Linked DNA regions of Mus musculus: region 1 is linked to region 2. Evidence: chromatin contacts called from public targeted proximity ligation data. All regions are on one chromosome and are shown on one strand. The core of a region is the stretch at or near the end of the contact, and the rest is flanking DNA. Distances in the headings are between cores, read along the strand shown.

Evidence for each region.
Region 1: a targeted proximity ligation map of CD8 T cells shows a contact between it and region 2, with 23 read pairs. A contact is called at or near these places in 2 of 39 promoter capture datasets (liver and macrophages), 20 of 484 Hi-C or Micro-C datasets (the AML12 cell line, CD8 T cells, the HPC-5 cell line and 11 more), 8 of 130 datasets of targeted methods (CD8 T cells, bone marrow-derived dendritic cells, bone marrow-derived macrophages and 4 more) and 5 of 9 other capture datasets (adipose tissue, bone marrow-derived macrophages, liver and 2 more).

What each region holds. Positions count from the first base shown.
Region 1 is chr19:11,467,151-11,471,430 of GRCm38.p6, reverse strand. It overlaps Ms4a6c (membrane-spanning 4-domains, subfamily A, member 6C), which reads right to left and starts at 2,063. Exons shown (of 7, transcript NM_028595.4): 1 at 1,875-2,063; 2 at 180-342. The coding sequence starts at 326.
Region 2 is chr19:11,353,849-11,358,104 of GRCm38.p6, reverse strand. No RefSeq gene overlaps it. Among named protein-coding and RNA genes, the nearest start is that of Ms4a4a, 20 kb to the left of the region's middle.

The DNA of each region.
Region 1 (4,280 bases), core at 814-3,313, 110 kb before region 2:
TTAGAAGGTTTTAGTGATGTAAACAGTTTGCCCAGGGTCTTCCACCAGTGAACTGGCCACTCTTTGATCACTCTGTCAAAACTGAAGGCTCCTCCCACCCAAATTTATCTCTGTTCCTAACACATAGAGCCTCACCCTCTGCTCGCCACCCACCCCAGGATGTTCTGAGTGGGATTTACCACTATCACTTTGATCTCAGCCTTTAGATGTTTCTTCAGGCTGTCTTGCCTCTGTTGGGTAGGCTGGGACTCGTCTTTTTGGGGAAAGTTGATTCCATTTGGTGAAATCGTTGTGATGGTCTCATTGGTCACTACCTGTGGAATCATGATGGAGCTGCCACAGCTGGAAGAAAAAATAGACTCAGCTCTTATAAAGTAACGTGCTCACTGTAGTGGTTTGTTTTCTTTTAGTTTGGTTTTGGTACTGTTTGGTTGGTTGATTTATTTTTGTTGTCTTTTTATGTTTTGTTTTTGCCTATTTGTTTGAGAGAGAGAGAGAAGAAGTAGAAGAAGAAAAGAAGAAGAAGAAGAAGAAGAAGAAGAAGAAGAAGAAGAAGAAGAAGAAGAAGAAGAAGAAGAAGAAGAAGAAGAAGAAAAGTTGGATGGGTGGAGAGGATCTAGGAAATGGAGAAAGTGAAACCACAATCAGAGTACATTATATGAATTTTCAGTAAGAAATTAAGTGCTTTGACTTTAAATATAAAATAACTACAAACAAAACAAACTATGCTTCCCAGTTCTGCCCCCACCTCCCAGACTGTGCACCATTTTGCATCCTTGACTTGTTCTTCGGAAGAAGAAAGTGGTGGTATAGGGAAATGTAAAACCACCACATCTCAAATTTAGGAGTTATTTCCCCATAATATTAAACAGAACCCAGTGAGTTTATAATAAACACATCATAGGCAGGGAAAGCCTGAATCCTTACAAGTTCCTGTGTCTATGCACACATTTTCACATGAAATTTGTCAAATGTAGCTCCAACTTCACCTAGAACAATTGCATTGTCTTTATTCAATGGCATTCACTGTCCAGTTACTTTGCTAGCCTTGAGTTATTAAAGTCAACTTTTATGCTTTCCAATCCATGCTAGGTACCACTCAAATATGTAACCCCATTTGCCTGTTTTGAGTGTCTAATGGTGCCAGTTTAAGAATTAGCACTTCCCATTTTATCATATTTTAGTTCACATGATCTTGTAGGGTTTTTCTTCACCAAGCCAATCCTTTATGTTAATAAAATCACAATTAGAAGAAATTCAGAATTAACAATTTGATGTACACGTGGAAGTAATTTATGCTTTGTAGAGCAACATAAAATCATTGTTAAATAAATAGGCAAAGTTCTCTTTATTGACCAGTTGCCTACACACACTTGTGTGTTGGACTCCAGCTGTCTCTGACTCTGGTTCTTCTCTTTATTTTCCCACCTGCCAATGGCAGTCTGTGTCTGAGTCTCTTCAGTGTGGAGAAGCAGTTTAATGCAATAGCATGAGAAATCCTGGAGTCCTAAGCTGTGGTTCAAGTTTTGTCACACTCCCGACAATTATATCCCTGTTAGTTAAAAGAACCAAGTTGCCTGGGGAATGGGTTTCTGAGCTCATCTTAGCTCCCTTCTGTTCTCTGTGCTATTCTCAGCCCTTAGGCTGCCTAATCAGTAAATGACCTGGGAGCTCTGCTCCTTATGTCAGTGATCACCAAGATCATGCAGCTAAAGTGGCCAGGACAGAGGTAAGCCAGATGCCCTGTGCCTTTGCCCATTTAGTTCTAAAGAGGCCCCGTGTCTCCACTGCTTTCATGAGCATCAGCAAGTTCTTGTAACTCAGTCCCAGAAACAGAGTGCTACACAGAGGGAAGTCCCTTCAGGGTTGCCTACCTGAGCCTGTGTGCCTTGTCACCCAGTCACTTCCAGCCGAGCTCTCAGAAACCCTAAGAGCCTTAACTCTGGGTTCTCTCAGGCTGATCCTTGGTTCCTTCTTGTGAACTTGTAACTGTCTCCAGTCCTTCCTTCTTCTGTGCTCGCTGCACGGGAAGGGAAGTGGTGCTTACAGGCTGTGGACTGTTACTGTGCCTGTACTTCCTATATCAGAAAGTCCCAGTAACTTCAGAAAAATCACTAAGAGATTTGAGAGAGTGGGGGGGGGGGGGTAGTAAGTCCCAACACGCACCAGCTCCACTTGAAGCCCAAGTTCACTTTCTTGAACTTCAGTTGTTTAAGCGTTAAACTGAAAACAGCAACAAGCTGGGAAAAGCCATTAAGAAGAAAGTTTTCTGAAGGACCTGTGTTTCTTCTAAGTAGAATTTAAAGGACTATCTTGATAACTAATGATATTACAAGTTGTAGTAATACTGATGAATAAAACAGATCTCAATGTATAATAAAGTATGATAATAGTAATCACGACCTTGGGTTTTGATATATTACTTTATTATATTGTAATACACTACTGAACACACAGTAATGTATCATCAATTGTAACAATTGAATGTTTTACAGTATTTTAGGTACTTTGTTATTCATACTTTCTTCAACAATTCCTCAGCTTCTGAAAAATCAAACCAAAACACTCTGTACACAGTTTTTCAGCACTCGCTGGTTAATTGATACTCTCTTTAGAGCCTTCCTCATCTCTTCTAACCTTCTTCTAGACCACTGGACTTCTCTAACAGGGGATGTGACCAGGGAATTACTGGACACTTCTAGAAAAGTAATAGATCAGGAGAGGAGCAAGCAGAGACGTTTCAACACACCAGGAATGACTTCAACAATCCTGCACTCCAGACACAGTCATGAAGACATGTGTCCCTGTGGCTTTCAGGCCCTTGGGTAGGCACAATTCAGAAGCTGACTTTGACATAATTAATTTCACAGGGGAGCCAGAGCCAGCTGCAGCAACTGGACAGCCACACTCTGAAAACTTCCTTCCTTCTTTCCTTGGAGTCAACCAGAAGGAACCTAGGGAGCCAGTGTGAGCCACTGTCACATCAGAGGGTTGTGGTGTGGTGATTCCCTGCAGGTTTCACAGCAGGCAAAACAACAACAATAACAAAAAGATTTAGGAAGAGACAAGAATGAAACTCAGCTCAGCCCCATTTTGTTGTAACTGGTGCCGGACCACGACTTCTAGAATCTGGCCCCAATTGTTTTACTTTAGCCACATTAAGCACAGCACAATGTGGAACAAAAGGTTTTCGGATAGCACTAAACTCAGGCCCAAGCTCACAACGATGTAATGTTACATTGAGATCCTTTACAAAGCACACCTGGCTTTTTTCACAAGAATGGGTACTATTGACTCAGTGCTGCTGCCCAAGGCTTAGGCTCTAGGGAGCTTGACTGAGGGATACCTGATGCCTGTAGGTTTCAACATTGCCTGGTCCTAAGATAACATCAGCCTCCTATGGTAAAGGCTGTGGTAAGGCACAGGTAACGTCCCTCATGAGGGCCGGGTTTATGGTCTAAAAGCAGTGCTCACGGTTTAAGGTAAGAGTCTGCGATGATAAGTAAAAACAAATTCTGGGAGATGTGGGCAGAGCCTGTTTCATCAAAGAGCAAAGGATCACCAGGTTGTAAACCTACAACATTCCTGGCACTTGTTGTAGAGCAGCTCGGCTACACATCCCATTCCCATGAAGATGTAAACCACCTCTTTATCTATCCTGGCTTCTCCGGTGCTTATCTGTGTACACAGGGCCTTTTTGTCCTTTGCAGTTGTGAATTCTACAGTTCCTGCTTGAACTCTTTTGCAGAAGACACAAGCTAAGACATGTTTTATCATCTGGTAGTTACCTTTGTCCTCAAGGCTAGAACAGCACAGAGATAAAGCCCTGCTTCAATTCTAGAAAAGACTGAGGGACCAGCTTCTCTTAGAACTCCATCCTGATCTTCTGGAACAGGGGCTATAGGAACAACTGTTGCCTGTAAGTGGGATATGTTCTTCTAGCTGGATTGCCTTGTGTGGCCTCAGTGGGTGAAGAATCCTCACAGAGATTTAAAGAGCCAAGGTTGGAAGACAACCAAAGGGGCCCTACTCACTTAGAGGAGAGAGGGAGGGAAAATGGAAGAAGGGTTGTGGGAGGGGAGCAGTGAGAAGGAGGTAAAGTGAATAAATAATAAAAAAAATCTGGTGTGTCTTCTTTCAAGGATGCCTACTGTCACTGTTCCCTTCACATTGTGCCCTGTGCCCTCATCACTGTCATAGAACCTAGTGAATTAGTGAGGTGCAGCTGCTCTCCTGAGCTTTGACCATGGTGAAGTGTAGCCTCTTGAGGACAGGACACC
Region 2 (4,256 bases), core at 870-3,369:
TTTTTTCTTTTTTTTTCCTTTTTTTTAAAATTTATTACGTATTTTCCTCAATTACATTTCCAATGCTATCCCAAAAGTCCCCCATACCCTCCCCCCCACTTCTCTACCCACCCATTCTCATTTTTTTGGCCCTGGCGTTCCCCTGTACTGGGGCATATAAAGTTTGTGTGTCCAATGGGCCTCTCTTTCCAGTGATGGCCGACTAGGCCATCTTTTGATACATATGTAGTTAGAGTCAAGAGCTCCAGGGTACTGGTTAGTTCATAATGTTGTTCCATCTATAGGGTTGCAGGTCCCTTTAGCTCCTTGGGTACTTTCTCTAGCTCCTCCATTGGGAGCCCTGTGATCCATCCAATAGCTGACTGTGACCATCCACTTATGCGTTTGCTAGGCCCCGGCATAGTCTCACAAGAGACAGCTACATCTGGGTCCTTTCGATAAAATCTTGCTAGTGTATGCAATGGTGTCAGCGTTTGGAAGCTGATTATGGGGTGGATCCCTAGATATGGCAGTCTCTACATGGTCCATCCTTTTGTCACAGCTCCAAACTTTGTCTCTGTAACTCCTTCCATGGGTGTTTTGTTCCCAATTCTAAGAAGGAGCACAGTGTCCACACTTTGGTCTTCATCCTAGTTTCATACAGTGTATTTTGATCATATCTACCCCTACTCTCACTTCTCCCAGACCCACTCCCTCTTTACCCACCCACCTTTGTGTTCTCATTCTCCTTATATCTATAGTTTAACACACCAATGAGAGTAAAGTTCATCTCTCAACCCTTATTAGAGAAGCTTCCTTTTGCCCTAAATAGAGGTTAACACAGAGACCAAGAGCTGATCAGAATGCAAATGATAAGGAACTGAAGGCTTCCAAGCTCTAAATGGGACATCTGTCATACCCCCTTCTTCCAAGATTCAGGGGTCACTGTAAAACAGGGAGCAGAAAAACTGAAAAAGAATAAGAGAAGAGGATGACTGCAAAATCTTTATACGTTAATTGTCACGACTATTTGCCATAGTGATGGAAAGTGGGCAACTGTAAATGGATAAATGCTTTTAACGGAAAATATGACAGGAATTTATAAAATGAAGGCTGGGACTTGAAAGGTTGGCTCAGTGGTTATGAGGGTTGGCTGCTCAGTGTGAGAAGATGTGCTTAACCCTGAGAGGCGCCAGGGAGGGGAGAGGTCTGGTGAGATGTAGGGGAACATCCTCTTGGAGATGGTGGGAGGAGGAATGGGATGAGGAACAGTCAGAGGGTGGACTAGGAGAGGAATAAAGACTGGCCTGTAAAAAAGATTAAATAATAATAATCTCTCACTGTTATTCTAAATTACTCTTCATATAAACAACGATGGAGAATAACATTAGTCATGCTGTGTTGGCATATGTCTTGATCTGAAAACCTGTATCATAATTAAATAATTAATGATAAATGGTAGATGTGCTTTATTAAAATTAAAATCAGTGTATAAATGGAGATATCCCATGGTACTATTCTGCAAACATTAAAGAAAAGGTTTGAACTAACTTCTTTAAATTACTATTATTTAAACATGAATAAATATACATGGCAAACTGCTAAAAATTAGTAAATGAAAACTAATTAAAGCTATTAGAAATTCAGCAAGATAGCTAGTAAAACATTTTATAAACAAAGTGTGTGTGTATTTAAGTTAAAATGTTCATTTGATTGTTTAAGAATTGAATAGAGACTTTTGTTTAAATACCAAAATATTTATAAAGCATCTCAGAGGAATACCATTAGGAAAGGATGTGAAATATACATAATAAACGTGCCTGAAGTAACCATGGTGAAACCAGAAAAACAAAAACATAAACAAACAAACAACAACAAAAAAAAACCTCTTGTGGAGATCTTTTTCCAGGTTTCTGATAAGGCAGAGAAACTACATAAATAAAGCTAAGAGGATCAAGCAATTGGTGTAGCTGTGCCAGATCAAAAGGAAAGAGTGCCATTTCACAGATGACACTTGAAAACCAAGTATGAAGATGATTACAGAAAGTGAGCAAATATTTCAAAGCATTGAACAAAGGCTTCCTGGGTGGTACCCACCTGTCAGAACCTGAGTAGCACGGCGGGTGACCCTCACAGCCCTCCCAGTTCCTAGGAAAGAATTCAATATGAAGTCACAGATTCAAAACACCCAATTTTGTGGTCAGGTAAAGGAAGTTAAAATGAGATCAGAAAAGCAAAGTGGTTTGGCTCCCGCCTATGCTCTTCCGGAGAAGATTATTTCTCAACGCTGGCTTTGATATCTGACACATTGAAGGCATAAGAGTCTTCACTACACGGTGATGGTAGCTTGTCCTACTTGTTTGGCATGAAATTGTACAATAACGCATTCAGTAGAGTGTCCAGAGCAGAACATACAATAAAAGCTATTATTTGTGTTGATACTGATAGATACATATTTGTACACCCTGTCCCAAAGTGGGTCCCCATCTGTAGTCTTCAAACGTAAGCTCTTGTTACAAATGTGAGGCAAATCAAGCTAAAACTCTAAACATCCTTCTCCTTATCTGTCTACAGATGAATGGAACCTGCCACCCTTGAGTGACTTCTCTGATTCTTACCTAATCATTAGAAATCTGTGTTCTAATGAGTAATCGACAATTAATTGTTGGTCAAGCCTAATATTTTAAACTCAAGTTATATCCTGAATTTGTGGGAAAGTTCAAATATGATTCTCTTATTCATGTAAATATTTTAGCCATTTTAAAAATCAACTCATAATGTTTAATTTACTTCTAGAAGGCTTTTTAAAATTAAACTTATATAATGAATTTAACTACTAGAAATTTCTTTTTCTTTTTATCTTTGCAAATGTATGTGTGGTACATGTCTGCGTTTGTGTTCATGTTAATACATTTGTACATGCACATGCCACAATATGTGTGAAGGTCAAAGGACAACCTCAGACATTGGTCCTCACTTTCTACTTTTCTTGAGACAGGATTTTTGGTTTCCTGCTATATAGATTTCAGGTTAGCTGACCCAAGTCTCCATGTCTTCTGCCTCCTTCCTATCTCTCTTCTATCTCTCTTCCTATTTCACAGCAGGAAGGACTGAGATTACAGATGGGTCACCTCCATTTTTGCACAGGTTCTGGGGATCCAAATTCAGATGCTCATACTTTCCCAGCATGTGCTTAGCACACAGATTTGATAGCCTGGATGAAATATCTTAAACCTCAGGATAAGAAATGGCCCGGAAGTGCTGTGGAATGCAGTGCTCTAGACAGCATATAGCTGTTATACACATTAAATCACAGAATCTGTAGTTATGTCTTTAGGACTTGCAGGAGTTCAAGCAGGTTAAAATTTCTAGCATACAGTAGAGAGCCCTGCTGAGCCCCATCCCTAGCTGAGGAACTAGTGGCAATTCATAGCTCCTGGGGGAAGGACAAAACGTTTTCTTTGGTGGCTGTCCACTGATAGTTTTTCATGCCCCAGTAGATGGCTACACCTTTACGAATGTCAGCACGCTCTCATCATTGCTCTTGATTACTTTGACACTTGAGAGTAAGACCCTATCACTGAAGACACAACACAGGAGCCATCCAACATGACTGAATCAAGCTGCTAGTGACCTGGGAGCTTCATCCCTATTGGCTAGCTTTCAAAGAGCTATAAGGTCATATTCTCTAATATTAAACGATGGATTTTTAAAAAAATACATGAAAATGAAGGGAGATGTGTTGGGAAGGGCCTGAGGATGAGATGGAGGGATGGAGTGGGGAGTAGATATGATCAAATACATTTAGGACTAGAGAGACTGCTCAGTGGTTAAGGGCAGTCGCTGCTCTTACAGAATATCAGAGGTCAGTTGCTAGCACCTATGTCATAAGAACATTAAAGAAGGGAAAGGGAACATGGGTAAATAAGAGACAAAATCTAGAAGATTCCCTTATCTCTACCAAGAGTACAGGGTAGAATAAATGTAGAAGAAACCAAAACCACTCTTTGAAATTAGAGTTATAACTACTTTTGTCACTATCATAATTAACTGGTTAATTAGTCTCATGTTCTTAAAGCACATTTTTTGATTAAATTTTTTATTCACTTTACATCCTGATCACAGCTCCCTCATCTTGTCCCATTCCCCCCTTTACATATCCTTCCTCTCACTACCTCCTCCCCTTTTCCTCAGAAAAAGGAAACAGCCCCTCTTGGTAGGACCCTGCCCAGTGACATCTAGTCCCAATATTACTAAACACTTCCTCTCCCACTGAG